Regions from separate parts of the Hordeum vulgare genome. Here region 1 is linked to region 2. A link is a contact called in public HiChIP or PLAC-seq data. All regions are on one chromosome and are shown on one strand. Each heading gives the region's core, a stretch centred on a gene start, on an enhancer-like site or on the middle of the called end of the contact. The rest is flanking DNA. Distances are from core to core; before and after follow the strand shown.

Region 1 (4,453 bases), core at 756-3,255, 250 kb before region 2:
CAAGGAGCTCGCGATCGATTGTATAAAGAAGTATAAAGAAGAGCTGGCAAAGACAATTGTACTCGATAACCCGGCATGGGACAACCTTGGAAACAGATGGTAAATTCATCGGTTTATAGTCACAATCATAATTAGCTTTGGAGCAGCTTGTACAAGATTGAGGTGGATAGAGAAATTGGAATTGCATCTGTTCCATGCAGTGTTGCACGCGGTCCGTCTAATTATTTTTTCTATCACGGAGACGATGTGAGTTTTCATTGCAAGATTAAGGCCCGGTTCTTTTGAGAAGATTCTATAGAATCTCAGTCCCGAAAATCCCGAGCCAAAAGAACTCGAATGAACTACCAAAATCTGAATCAGATTCTGCAGAATCTCAGTGCAATTCAAAATCTGAGGAAAACCTGGTTTCTCCCACAATCTCAAGATTCTACCAAGTCCCACAAAAGAAAACCTTTCGGATTAATACCATACCCCTATTGTACCACGTAATTACAGGCAAAATGCCACCGAGCAGTCAACCAAAACGCCCCGCATTTGCGCTCGCTCCCCACCCCGCCTCTGCATCTGAGCTCGCTCCTCAGGCCGCATCTGCGCTCGCTCCTCAGGCCGGCCCCGCCCCGCCGCCGGCAGGCCCCGTCGCCCCGCCGCCGGCAGGCCCCGTCGCCCCGCTCGTCAGGCCGGCCTCCGCCCCGCCCAGCCGCCGGCCGGCCCCGCCCCGCCCAGCCGCCGGCCGACCCCGCCCCGCCCCGCCTCCGGCCGGCCAGGCCCCGCCCCGCCCACCCTGCAGTCTGCCCCACCCCGCTGTGAGCTTCGTTCTTCTTCCCTGTAAACAGATACTATAAACAGATATTGCTGCTTATTTGTTAGATGGATGGATTGATTTGCTGCTTATTTGTTAGATGGATGGATGGATGGATTTGCTGCTTATTTGTTAGATGGATGGATGGATGGATTTGCTGCTTATTTGTTAGATGGATGGATGAATTTGCTGCTTATTTGTTAGATGGATGGATGAATTTGCTTCTATCTAAGGGCAGTACAGACATTTCAACACACAACACTTTCCAGAATCTCAAACTACAATCTCTGAAAAGAACTCAACCACAGATTCTGGGAGAAGCAGATTCTGGGAGAATTTTCCATAATCCTGATTCTCTAAAATCCAGGGTGAAAAGAACCGGGCCTAAATCCATACTGAGCGTGTCAAAACAAGAAAACACCGATCTGCTAGTGTCCACGGTGGAAGGCTAATACGAGTTGAATCAAAGGATAAAAAAGCGCATTTCGGGGTGGATCGCTTTCTAGTTGTCAGCCCTCATATGATGAGGGAAAGAAGGACCACATGCAAACCTTGTTTGATTATAAGTTCCAGACTGATCGTATTGCTCCCAGACTAGGATGTCCTCCTGGCGTACACCGACCCTGGCTACAAGGCGACACGTGCCTTCAAGGATGGGGCGTCGTTCCTGGCGAGTATACTCGGGTGGCTGTTGGGGTCGGTCCGCCACGCCCGCGTCAGTACCCCTCCTCTCCTAAAGTCGGCCTTGTCTCTTGTCAACCCACCTCGGCACCTCTCTCCGAGTCGGACTCGTTCTGCCACCGCATGTTCACTGCACCCCGCCTCACCCATCGGGCTTGTCTTAGAATCGACCAAGCTCCACTATGCCTCGCCTCCACCATGGCGTCTCCTTTCCATAACCTCGCCTTTGCCGCCGCTTCACTTTGCCTCCACCACCGCATCCTCGACGCCGCGACTGCGCCATGGCCACCTCGTCCTCACCATGTCCATTTGCCGCGCCGAGCTGTAACGTACCTTCTCTCTCTCTTGGTCAGATCTGGGAGAAGGGGGAAGGGAAAGGAAGAAGGAGGCGAGGTAGGAGAAAGCAGAGGAAGGTTCGAGGGAGATCAACTCCTCTCGCCGGTTTACTAGTTTAGGTAATACGGAGTACATGATATTCCCCCCACACACAACCACTGCACTTATAACTCAGGCACACCACCAACCCAACTACGACAGATCACACACGCTGTCGCACACACCGCTTCCCGCGTCAGGATGTCCACCCACACTCCCTCCCTCCCTTCTTAAGTTCTTAGCGGCGGGATGGGCGTGCTAAACGGGCCAACTGACTGCTCCCCAAGCAGAGCAGCGCCGGAGGGGAGGACGCAGAATCGGAGAAAATGTCGGAATCGAACTCGTACGAGGAGCAGCGCCGGAGGCAGATCGAGGAGAACCGGCGGAAGGGCGAGGAGCTCCACCTGCACCACCTCTCCGCCGCCGTCCGCGAGGCCACCGCCAGGCCCAAGCCCAAGCACAAGCCCAGGCCGGTTCGTCAGATCCTCTCCCTTCTTCTTCCTTGCCTCCGGTCTTCCATCTCCTTTTCTCCCCTACTAAAAATGTGTGGTGCCGCAGAAGCCCAAGGCCCCGGGCCCCGGCGAGCTCCGGCGGTCCGGCCGCGTCGCCAGCCTCCCGGAGCAGCCCGACTACCTTGCGGGCGCAAAGCGTCGCGACTACCGTGGAGGGTACGAGGCACATGCCGCCGCCAAACAAAAGGCAGAGGAGCTCCAGCGCCGGATTCACGACATCCGCTGGCCGGCCTTCGTCAAGCCCATCATCCACGACTGCGCCAGCAAGTCATTCGCAATGGTATTTTTTTTAGCAAGAGAACTTGTTGCACTGGATGTGCTTCTTGGATCGGATTGGATGTTGATTGATTTGGTGGGTTATGTATATGCATTGTGTTGTGTTGTGACAGGCAATCCCCAAGGACTAAATCAAGTATCTCCCGGCGCACGACGAGGCGGTCGTCGTGGTGGATGAGGCGGATGACGAGTTTCACATGGTGTACAATGCCAGACACAACTTCCTCAGGAATGAGTGGAGAGGGTTCGTCGTCCACCATGGCCTCGCCGATGGCGATTGCTTGGTTTTCCAACTCACAGACAGGACAAGGTTCAAGGTGAGATTTAGCATCATGGTCACCGGTCCATGGATAAAATCGCTCTGCTTTTACTATCAGCAACTCCACGTTCAGTACGATTGCATACATATAGCTTGTTTCAAATGTGGTCGTATGCTACTCCTACATGGGAAAAACCTGTTATGGCTGCATAATAACCAAACTAGACACAAAGTCGTTGTGTAGTATGACAAATTTCCATGTTTTTTTATATATGTCTTAGATTTAGATTATAAAGCAGGTTACGTGCCATATCCATGATTGAAACCAGTGAGCTGTGTTTACATGTTCAAAGATAACAAGTTAGGCCTGTTTTGGTAGCCAATTTTGCACACAGTATGCAGGGAATGATGCAATTGCTCACCGTCAGTACCAGATGCCTTTGTTTAATCTAATGGAAGGGATTCTTTTAAGGCCTGATCATGGGGGGTTCGTTTACTCTTACTGCTAAGTGCACTTTATGTGACTCATTCTATGTAAACGATGCAGGTCTACATAATTAGAGCAAGTTCCGGTTATGGAAATGACAAAACTTCTGATGATGACGACAAACGCTAATGATGCTATGTGCTTCTGAATTGTGATACAATGACCCATCGGGGCAGGTACATTGTTCTTATACAGTTGTTTGCTTAGGTTACAGGATACCTGAATTGAATATTTCTTTATCCTAGGCCGAGGCACTGATTTCATAATTGGCCAAGCTCAGTTTTTTGGATAAAAATTACAAACCGGCTCGCTTCTGAGTTACGACCAAACATAACCATGTTTCCTGCACTGGGGTTGGATGTTTTCGCAAAACGAACTGGTCATTTCTCCCATTTCCCTATTGGTTTGAGATTTCGAGCCTAACATGTGAAACTGCCACCTTATTCTGTTGCTTTATCCTAGCCATGAAAATAAACAGGAAACTGCAGTTTATGTAGGAAGTTTCTATCTTCTCGGCAGTCAAACAGACAAACTAATCATTCGACATCTTAGATGCGCTTGTAGAAAGTAAAAACTGCCGGGATAGTGTTTCTCTTAAATCCGATGCTCTTCGCAAAAAAATTCTGCCTCTCTTGCCTCAGTGAGCTCTTCTCTTGAGACTTGATCAGCAGTTCTGTAGTAGTACTAAATAAAAGGCTCTTGTATAGGTTCTGATTTATCCGTATATATAGATGCTAACATGTCAAATGTCTTCGTTTCTTCTGCAGATTGTTAGAGAAGCAATTTCTTTGCTGATTCTGGAGACTCGGCTGCTGATGTTTCGTGCTGGTTGCATGAAGAGTCGTCGCACTCTCAGTCTCAGTGTAGCAGGATTTTTAACCCAGACTAGATAGTAGTAGTAGGTAACAGCGTGTGCTGCAGACCTTGAATGGGTTGAAACTAAATGCTTCTACTCTCTCCCAAAGAAATGCTTCTTGCGTGATGATGGCGAGTGCTGTATCCTCGTAGCCCAACGCGCGCGGCACCTCGCCCGTGTCCGCGCCTACCACCTGACGTGCCTCCGC
Region 2 (4,012 bases), core at 1,439-3,938:
AGGTTTTCCACTAGGGAATCCGACGAGATCGCGAGCTTCGTGATTGACGATTTCTATGCGGCTTGTGGTAATTTGTGATGGACTAGTTGGAGCACCCCTGCAGGGTTAAATCTTTCGGAAAGCCGTGCCCGTGGTTATATGGCAACGTGGAAGCTTTGTTTAACACTGGTTCTAGATAACTTGAAGTTAACGTAATTAAAATATGCCAACTGTGTGCATAACCGTGTCTGTCTCTTTCGTGAGTTCTTTCTCCGATCGAGGACACGGTGGGGTTATGTCTGATGTAGGTAGGTGTTCAGGATCATTCATTTGATCATCAGTAGTCACGTCCGTTATGCGTTGATCTTCCCCCTCTAATTCTTGTACTCGTAAGTTTAGCCACCAAGTATATGCTTAGCCGCTGCTGCAACCTCACCACTTAACCATACCTCACCCATTAAGCTTTGCTAGTCTTGATACCTTTGGAAATGAGATTGCTGAGTCCCCTGTGGCTCACAGATTACTACAACACCAGTTGTAGGTACATGTAAAGGTTACTAGACACGAGCGCGTTGATTGTTCATTTGGAGTTGCTTCTTCTTCTTCATCATCGATCTAGGATGGGTTCCAGGCCGGCGGCCTGGGATAGCAAGGATGGACGTCGTTCTTCTTTTGTCGTTTGTTTTCGTCCGTATTCGGACCCTGCTCTTACTCTTGATGTTTATGTAATGTACTGATGTGACTCTGATGTAGCTTGTGGTGAGTGTAAGCCAATTCTATATATATCTCATCTTTTTAGTACATGTACTTCCAACGATATCCATTCTTGCGACACGACGAGATGCGCTTCTATCCCTGACGAGGCCTTCGTGCCAAATTGAGGATAGGGTCGCATCTGGGCGTGACAATACACTTTGATTATCGGTCCTCAAACCGCTCGCCTCGCTAGACAACGTTAGAATCGATAAGAATGTCCTAAAGGCGTAATACGAGGCCACTGTCGGTGGACCTCCAAAAGGGTTTAACAATCCGAGGCAGTTTAATGCTTGGATTGTCCCAAGAATAATAAAGAATTTGGGTCCATATGTTACTCTACTAGGGGAACTCGCGTGACAAGCGGAAGACATCCAAAGCTAGAAGACCCGAGGAGTGTGTGTGTCTTCGACGATTGGAGACTAGTTGAGGGGCTACTAAGGGTGTCCTGGACTAGGGGTACTAACCCATGGTGTTTGGTCCTTATGGGCCTAATAGGGTCCTATTGAGCAACCGCCCAAAGGACGGTGGGAGCATCAAGACTCGCTCGTATGAAGGAAGTAAACTTCCGAAGACCTAGTGTGCAACCCAAGGATAACTCTATAATTGGCATATCTACAACCGACCTAAACATGTAACCTAGATCCCCTGGGTATCTATATAGGCACAGGGGTTTAGTACGTAGAGGGACAAATTATTCGCCTTAGGGACTGTACTAGAGAGACCAACATATTATAATCAAAGTAGGACGTTGGTATCTACCTCGTCTAGGGGGCCCGAACCTAGGTAAACATCATCTCCCTACTCTTCCTCTTACCATTGATCTTAGATCCATGGCTCGAGACCCAATATTCGAGTTGTCGGTTTTACCACCGCCATAAGGTTGCTTTCCACCTAATAATCCTCTTCTACCAAGCCAAATTTCTGGGAGAGAGTGATTGACTCTTTGATGTAACAACCCGCAAACGATGCTCTAAAAGATTCCCTTTTTATTCCATTGTCGTCATATGATTTGTTTGGTTGTCGCATTCATCATCACATCATTTGCATCATCAGCATTGCATCGGCATTTCGTTGCCGTCATTTTTCAAAACTTGCATCGATTGTTAGTTATCGGTCCTCTCCGTTTTTGTCGTTGACCGTTTGAGACCAACCACACACACATGAGCCCGCGGTATCGATAAAATATTGTTGTAAAAGGGTGTATAAAAATTCCTCGGAATGGGTTGAAAGTTGGCGTGTGGTCTTAATATAGCTTAGAAAGATCGTCTGCCAAATTTCGACGCAATCGTAGTCCGTTTGATACATGAACCGTTAAACTTATAGCGACACTATACCCTGTCAAATCGCAAACATTTTCGTATATAAAAGTTGTTGTCGGGCTTCCCGCGTATCCCCTCTCTTCTCATGCCTAGCCCCTGTGCATAGTGCACCGACCCTCGTGCCCGTCCGATAGTTTCCCAGAACCCAAAACATACGGTCGTGACCGATAGGTCCAAATCAACCCCGTAATACCCAAAGCATCATCTGTTTTTCAACTTGACTCCCTAGCCTATTTTTCTCTACCGCGCGATCTAAATCGGATGATCCACATATACCCTACTCGGTCCTATCTATATAAATACTGATGCAATCCTTAGAGCAAGTATAATAAGGTACAGTCAGCAGGCTGTAAGGATTAAAATACTATATTTTTGCTGAGTTGGATGAGAGAGAAGAAGAGAGACAAGGAAGCGGGCTCTTCGTGAAGAGCCAGCTCTAACACGTGCTCCTAGGTGTTTTGTGAGAATGAAAGGTGGGCCATATATGATAAAAATAATACTCTTTGATAGCTAACTATTGTACAAGCTAGCTATAAGGCTGCTTATAGGCTTATAGCCAGCAGTATAGCTCTTAACCTTAGGCAAACATTCCCCTAATAATTAGCGCCGTCGCCATCCCTTGTCCCATCTCCCTCCTCACAGATCCAAACCAACCAATCGCATAGTGACCGCTATAGTGACCGCTTGCCCGACCTCGTCCCTCAGCCCGCATCACCGCGCAGCTCGCCAGCCGCCGCAGCTCCCGATCAGGCGTGGGAGTACCCGAGCTGCTCCCTGCATCTAGCCGACCTCAAGCCTCGACCCCATGGCGCCCGAGGTCCACGAGCTCGACCCCAAGATCCTACTAAAAGCCCCCGTTGCTAGCCACCTTCAGATCCATCGGCTGGCCACCAGACCTACCGGAGCCTCGCCCGAGATGCCCATCACCCCTCGTCGACCTTGCCGGCCATCCCAGTCGTCCCTAATCAACAGTAGTAGCCAAGGAGCTGCTCAACCCCGAGCGACCACCCACGTAGGAACTCACCCCGACCTTTTCCTCCCTTTCCTTCCCTCTCTCTTCTCTCTCTCCGCGATCTAACCTCCTTGTGTGCTCTCGGGGTGTGCAATGATGCCCGCCATGGACACGAGGTCCGCTGCCGTCGTTGGTTGTTGTCGTTCTCCGCCGGAATGGATGGATCCGTTCTTCCCCAACCCGCCTCCGCTGGATCCGCGCCTCCCCGCCATGGTTGCGTGTGTTCGCCCAGGCCTCATCCCGCTCACCTGCGCGTGGTCGCATTGACCCGTTCCAGCGCCAACGTGGGTGAGCGCCACGTCATCCATGCGAGGCCTCCTTTGCATCACCTGTCGCTGCTTGCTTGTTGAGCCAGCCCAACTCGCCTCAACAGCCAGCCCGCTGCCCCATCAGCCAAGCCATTGGCGCCTCCCAAGGACCAAATCGTCCTCCCCAACGTAGGTCTAGTGCGCTAGGAGACCGCTCCATCGATCCGGGCCTAGGCCCGCAAGATGAGTTGCAACCGAGACATTTCCAAGTTGTGGTTAGCTATCTGTTGCTCGGTGCGTTGAATAGTATGTTGCCCCGAATGATGTGTCCCAGATTTGGCCCGTTTGCCATTTTTTCCCGGCGCTGCGTATTTATTCAATTATCCTATGAAAAAACTATTTTAGAGATTAGTCCGTAAAATCATGCATCTACAACTTTTCGACCGTACATGGGACTAAAATGAGTTAGACATGTAAAATGATTAGAATTTCATGTAGATTCATAATATCCCACTTTCATATATGTTAAAATATTTAAACTTGTTGTTTGCGTTATTTTGCGTGGTGCCATTTTAAAATGTTTTAATTCATAGCAAAATAATTGTGCATTGGATTTAAAACTTTATATATGAAATTATTGAGAATTTTGTGTAGATTAATAATTTGCAACTTTCACACATGTTAAGAATGTTTAACTT

What was found. HiChIP or PLAC-seq counts read pairs in DNA pulled down with a chosen protein or histone mark.
Region 1: an H3K4me3 HiChIP or PLAC-seq map of embryo shows a contact between it and region 2, with 5 times the contacts expected there. The contact joins two enhancer-like sites. A contact is called at or near these places in 1 of 6 Hi-C or Micro-C datasets (seedling) and 1 of 1 datasets of contacts at active chromatin or transcription factors (embryo).

What each region holds. Positions count from the first base shown.
Region 1 is chr4H:252,106,548-252,111,000 of MorexV3_pseudomolecules_assembly, reverse strand. It overlaps the pseudogene LOC123448471. Among protein-coding and RNA genes, the nearest start is that of LOC123448472, 9.1 kb to the right of the region's middle. Within about 2 kb of position 2,005, at least 3 of the 3 cell types and tissues checked have open chromatin away from gene starts, as enhancers often do. A contact at or near this core is called in seedling, where this site is marked.
Region 2 is chr4H:251,859,452-251,863,463 of MorexV3_pseudomolecules_assembly, reverse strand. No RefSeq gene overlaps it. Among protein-coding and RNA genes, the nearest start is that of LOC123448472, 240 kb to the left of the region's middle. Within about 2 kb of position 2,688, at least 3 of the 3 cell types and tissues checked have open chromatin away from gene starts, as enhancers often do. A contact at or near this core is called in seedling, where this site is marked.